Linked DNA regions of Mus musculus: region 2 is linked to region 1. A link is a contact called in public promoter capture Hi-C data. All regions are on one chromosome and are shown on one strand. Each heading gives the region's core, a stretch centred on a gene start, on an enhancer-like site or on the middle of the called end of the contact. The rest is flanking DNA. Distances are from core to core; before and after follow the strand shown.

Region 1 (2,788 bases), core at 146-2,645:
CACCTACTCTAACAGGGCCACACCAATAGTGCCACTCCCTGGGCCAAGCATATCAAACCACCAGATATAAAAAACAAAAACTCCTGGAGTGGAAGTTTGAAGACAGAACTCTTGATGTTACTTAACCATCTGGCACAGCTGTCAAAGGGTGTTAACAATCTCTACCTTGTACAGACCCTGCGGGGAGTTCATGACAGCAAGAAGAGTGGATGCTGCAGTCATCACTTGCTGACTCTGAATCCTGCCTCTTCTACTTCCTGGTGATTATTTGTCCCCTTTGTGCTTCAAAGTCCTCATCTGTTTAAAAAAAAAAAAAAAAGACTAAGTATTTCCTAATTTCACACTCTTCTATTAATACTCCCCAAAGGTCTTAGAGACCCAGCCTGTGTCTGTCACATAATAAGCACTCAATAAACATTAGCTGTTGTACCTCTGTCCAGGGAAGCAAGCATAGTGTGCTGGAATGAATGGAACACTCTAAGTGGCTCAGAGGACTGTGAACAGCAATTCTTCTCCCCTCCCTCTTTGTCACTAGGATGGGCGGTGAGAGAAAGGAAGCAAGGGAAAGGTGAATACATTCTTGCACAGAATCAAAGCTTGGAATCCCCTGACATTTCTAAATAGAGCTGTGAGCCTCCTCTCCAACCCAAAGTCTTAGTCTATCGAGACAGGACAAGGACCTGACAGGTGAAAAACGAAATGCTGGTATGCAGCACCCTAAAGGAATGTAGCAGAGCCCGGTTAAGTAGCTCTGGGCAAGTCAAGGTCCCTCCTGAACTTGGATCCATAGTATAAATCAGTGGCTTCCAAATCTTCAGACGAGTTTACCAGCACTGGAGACCACCGACACCCTCTAGACTTGGCACTGCAAATTACATCTTCCTCAAATCTCGACTTTTTGCTATTTTAGCCAGACCCAAACTATCTGTCATTTTTACCTAAGTAGTGATTGCTTCTAGAAGAGTCCTGAGCTCTATCTCTTCCAGAAAGGTCAAGCAAGAAATACTTCAGCTGCCTGCACACTGTCTCTGGATTCTGGAGTTTGACACCTGAAGCCACGCATCTGATAGTGAAAGAGTATCGCCTCAACCGCTTTCAAGTGTTTCACTCATTCCAGTACACACAACCATCCCTCTGCTGGGACTTGAAAGCAAGCCGGGTGGCACATGCCCCTTCCACCATGCATCCCGTTTCACACTTCCCCGCAGCCTCCTTCCAGACAGACCCACATCCCCACATTCACACAAAACACATGTGTCAGTTCCACGGATGCCAGACCACACTTGCGCCGACCAGGACACCAATCTTGGCAGTTTACCCAGGTCTAACTTCCATCCCACATCCACCAAGACTGGGCTGAAGTATCAGTGACTTCCGGTTTATACCGGAGGTGGGCGAGTGATCCCTCGCAATGGCACTTGGGAAATGTAGTCCTCGCTCGGCGAATCTAGATCAAGGTTTTCACAAGAGAATGACAAGAAGCCTCTTCAGTAGGTCAATTGGTCGCCACTCTTTCCCTAGTTGATGTCCCCCGTTTTAGAATACAGTCAATAGAAACCACACAGCCTCGTGTCTGAGTCTAGAAGAAGGGCGGACCATAGAACACCGGCTCAGAGGTGACTATCAGCTTGCGAAGATGAGGCCTGGATATAATTAAAATGAGAAGCTTTAAAGCCAAGGAGGCGGCTGTGGCTTCTGCAGTAGAAGACAGCTGAGGGCAGTGAGTGAGATTTAGAAGGCATCGGGGACACAGAGTAAAAGATAGGAGGAAAATACTTGATTATGATTTGTGTACTTGTGATTTCAATGCGTAACCCATTTCATGCTTTAGCTTCCTGACATAACCCACCCTAATCCCCAGGTCTACGAGGCTGAACATCCCAAGACTACACATCTTCACCCTATTCGGGGCTTTATTTTCGGTGACAAAAGTGTTTGACACATAGGAGCTTCAGAACAGATGATGACCCACCTGTCTCTTATGCTCCAGGCAGATGTTCACATAATTAAAGCATACTCTTAAAGTCACTACTAGCTGGGCATGGAAGCACAAACCTTTAATCCCAGCAATCAGGAGACAAAATTAGGCAGGCTGATCTCTGAGTTTCAGGTGAGCCTGGTCCACATAGTGTGAGTTCCAGGACAACCAGGGCTATGTAGAGATTCTGTCTCAAAAAAGAAACAAATATACAAACAAAAGTCATTACTACTATTAATGTAAAGTTGTTTAAATTCATAGAAACACCTCCAGTGTTGTTAATTTTCTTGTTACTTGGCAAAGATGTTGGATGTGGAAATTTGAGCCTCCAGATGGCAGCTCCCCTCTCCCTCTCCTCCCCCTCCCTCTCTTGCTGCCTGACTACTTTAAGCAAAAGGACTGTCAGTCAAAACAGCCAAATAGACTACCTTTATGTAAACATGGGCATACCTTGAGTGTGCAACTATAGTAGCTGACTTTCCCCTAAAAGCGCAGACACACCAGGGATGTTCTGAACAGTCCATGTACCATAAGCCCCAGTAAACTCCAAACTTCAGCTTCTTAAGCTGCCTAGCTGACCATAAACACTGAAGAAGATGCAAACAACAGTAAGCTTCTGAATGTACAACTAAAAATTCAGATTTCAACATGTATGAGGTCTTTCTGGTAGCAATCTCCCATGTCGCATTACACAGTTCCATTGCAGCCTTGGCTCTGAATACCTAACGTGTACTTTGTTCTATGGATGCTGCTACACCACACGGTGCCAACATCAACTGAGACTTGAGATGTGTATGCTATGAACTGCAG
Region 2 (2,956 bases), core at 381-2,880, 440 kb before region 1:
TTATCCTCAGTCATCATCATCGTGGTCATCATCATTATTAATTTCCTTTTGTTTTTATTAACATGTCTAGGTATTTTGTATGTACAAATGAATACATGCATGCCTAGGGATTGTGGAGGCCAGAGGAAGCATCATATCACCTAAAAGTGGAGTTACAGTCATGAGCCAATCATGTGTGTGCTGAGAATTGCCAGGTCCTCAGAAAGAACATCCAGTGCTCCAATCAACACTCGTCTCTAGATGTGACTGGCTGTTACACCACTCACTTCCCACAATCCCCCACTAGAATAAGACATCAAGAAGGCAACAATCTTTGATGGCCCAGTTTCTATAGCTTCCCATGATAACTCCACCTTGGGGCTTTCCCATGGAAAGTCCTCAGTACCCAAAGGTTGAAGAACTAAAGGCCTTGCTCTGGTGTTAGAGCTTGGGAGATGGCAATGCTTGTCTTCCCCATGAATCTCTGGCTTTGGGAAGAGTATGTGTGTGTGTTACAGGTGACCTCCAGTTCAGAAGAGAACCTTGGAGCCCTTGGATCTGGAGTTACAAGAGCTTGTGAACTAGCTGTTATGGGTGCTGTGAACTAAACTTGGATGCTCTGTAAGGGTCGTACCTGCTCATAAACACTGAACCATCTCTCCAGCCCTAGATCTTAAAAACTTTTAAAAATTAAGTTTAAATTTTTAAAATTAAGTTTAGTGTGTGTGCATGTGTGTGTGCACATGCACAAGCATGCTTGTAAGCACATGTGCACCAAGTGCCAACTCGTGTGTGGAGGGTAGAGGACAACCGTCAGGAATCAATTCTCTCCTTCTAACACACAGGTCTCAGGGATGGAACTTAAGTCATCAGGTGCAACAGCAAGCACCTTTATCCATAAAGCCATCTATCTTACTGGCTTCTAGTGCTAATTTCACTGCTAATGTTTCCTAATAATAGTAATTAAATATATGTATTTGACATTAGACTTCTATTGCTAATTCTTCCTGCTTATGTTGCTTAATAGTAGTAGTTAAATATACGTATTTAATATTAAACATCAAACCCCTACACAGTTTTAAATTTTATTATTTTTAAATATGTGTGTGTGTGTGTGTGTGTGTGTGCATGTGCACACACACTGGTGCACATATGGAGGTTGGAGAACAGCTTGTGAGAGTTGATTCTCTCCTTCCACCATGTGATTCTTGGGACTCAAACTCAGGTTGGCAGGCTTAGCAGCAAGCTTCCTAACCTTCTGAGCCATCTTGCCACTCAGGCCTCAATCTTTACGATAAAATCAATCAAAGCTGGGACTAAACTTGGAGGTTCTTCCATACATTTGTATGTATTTGTGTGCTTTTTTGCAGTCATAGGCAGTCTCCTAACTCACATGCAGGTCAACAAAAAAATGTGTCTCCACTAGGATGGGGGAGAAGGAGGGGCTACAAATGGGACTCCCCCCCACCTCCACCCCCCACCCCCAGTCTGGTCCTGTTTCTCACCTACACACCTACGTGCTTAACCCTCTTGACCCTCCCCCATCCAGTCTTGCTTTGTTGGGGTGCAGAATTTCCCTCCAGAACCTGGTGCATCAGGGGCTTAGGTAGGCTCAGGCTGTTGGCATGGAAACCATAGCAGCTGCTGCAAATGGAAAGCGGCTGAGAGAATACAGGAAGAGGCCCAGAAGGCTGAAAATTTCCAGGCCTTAGATTTATGGAGAGATCAAAATGCCAAGCCGGCACAGAGCAGGGGCTTCCTAAAAGTTTGCTGAGGAAAAACGGAGACCCCCTTCCCCGACATCTCATGGCTGTGCTTTGCAGGGGAGCCACATACTCTTGGGCTAATTCATCTGGTGAACTCTGGTAGTTGAAGCTAATCACACCGTGAGCTGAACTTTGAAGACAGAGAAAGGGTTTTGTAAATTAAATCAAAAGTTACCATCTAACCTAGCTGTGACATTTCTGAAAAGACCTGAAAGCAGGGAATCAACAGATATTTACATCCCCAGGTCATGGCAACACTGTTTGAAATATCGACCCAGTGGATGACTGAATAAACAGGAGCTCCGTCCACACAATGGAACAGTGTTCAGCCTTACTACAGGCCACTAAGGAATGTGGAGAGTGGGAGAAATAGTCTTCCCCAGGGAGGAACACACTGACTGCTTATTCAATACCGAATGGTCAGCCCTGCAAACATAACACGATAACATTATGCAAACGGAGCAGGTTATATTTAAGAATGTACGTGTGCGTGCCTATGTGCATGTAACAACACTTAATGAAAACTGAGGCCATGCATTTGAAAGGAATCAAGGAGGGAGGAAAGAGAAGGGGGAAATGATCTAATTATGTTATAATCTCAAAAATAAAAAAAAAAAATTTAAAGGAAGGAAATATGTGTGTGAGATTGATCAGAAGATAAAGGTACTAGTTGCCAAGCTTGAGGGTCTCCGTTCAGTGCCTAGGACCTACATGGCAAATGGAGGGCAGTTACTGTCCAAAAGCTGTTCTTTGCTACAGATGCACTCATGCGATAAACAAATAAATTGTCATGATTTTTTTTAAACTAGGAAACTCTGATAGATGCTATACCACAGATGAACCTTTAAGACATTGTGTCAAGGGAAACAAACCTGTCAGAGAAGGACAAATACTCTACTTCGATTTGTGTGAGGTACCTAGAGTGATCGACCCCCTGGATGAATTAGGATGATGGTTGTCCTGGGCTGTGGAATCAGGAGAATGGGAGTTATGACCTAATGATGGCAGAGTCTTGGCTGGTAAAGATAAAAAGCTTTGGAGATGGATTAAGAATATATGGTGGACAGAATATAATGTTGGGCATTATAACTGTATTGATGAGCACGGAGCTGTATACTTACAAGGGATGATATAGCAAATTTTAAGTTATTGATATTCCCTAATATAAAAATTGAAGGAAAAAGAAACAAAAGATGGCTGTAACTTAGATG

Evidence for each region. Promoter capture Hi-C pulls out the DNA fragments that hold promoters and counts their contacts.
Region 2: a promoter capture Hi-C map of cranial neural crest shows a contact between it and region 1. The contact joins two enhancer-like sites. A contact is called at or near these places in 2 of 39 promoter capture datasets (cranial neural crest and liver) and 1 of 115 datasets of contacts at active chromatin or transcription factors (stem cell-derived neural progenitor cells).

What each region holds. Positions count from the first base shown.
Region 1 is chr7:6,397,293-6,400,080 of GRCm38.p6, reverse strand. No RefSeq gene overlaps it. Among named protein-coding and RNA genes, the nearest start is that of Zfp28, 15 kb to the right of the region's middle. Within about 2 kb of position 1,395, at least 170 of the 459 cell types and tissues checked have an H3K27ac peak or open chromatin away from gene starts, as enhancers often do. A contact at or near this core is called in stem cell-derived neural progenitor cells, where this site is marked.
Region 2 is chr7:6,834,190-6,837,145 of GRCm38.p6, reverse strand. The region is part of intron 2 of Usp29 (ubiquitin specific peptidase 29); the gene reads right to left. Among named protein-coding and RNA genes, the nearest start is that of Mir3099, 32 kb to the right of the region's middle. Within about 2 kb of position 1,630, at least 58 of the 459 cell types and tissues checked have an H3K27ac peak or open chromatin away from gene starts, as enhancers often do. A contact at or near this core is called in stem cell-derived neural progenitor cells, where this site is marked.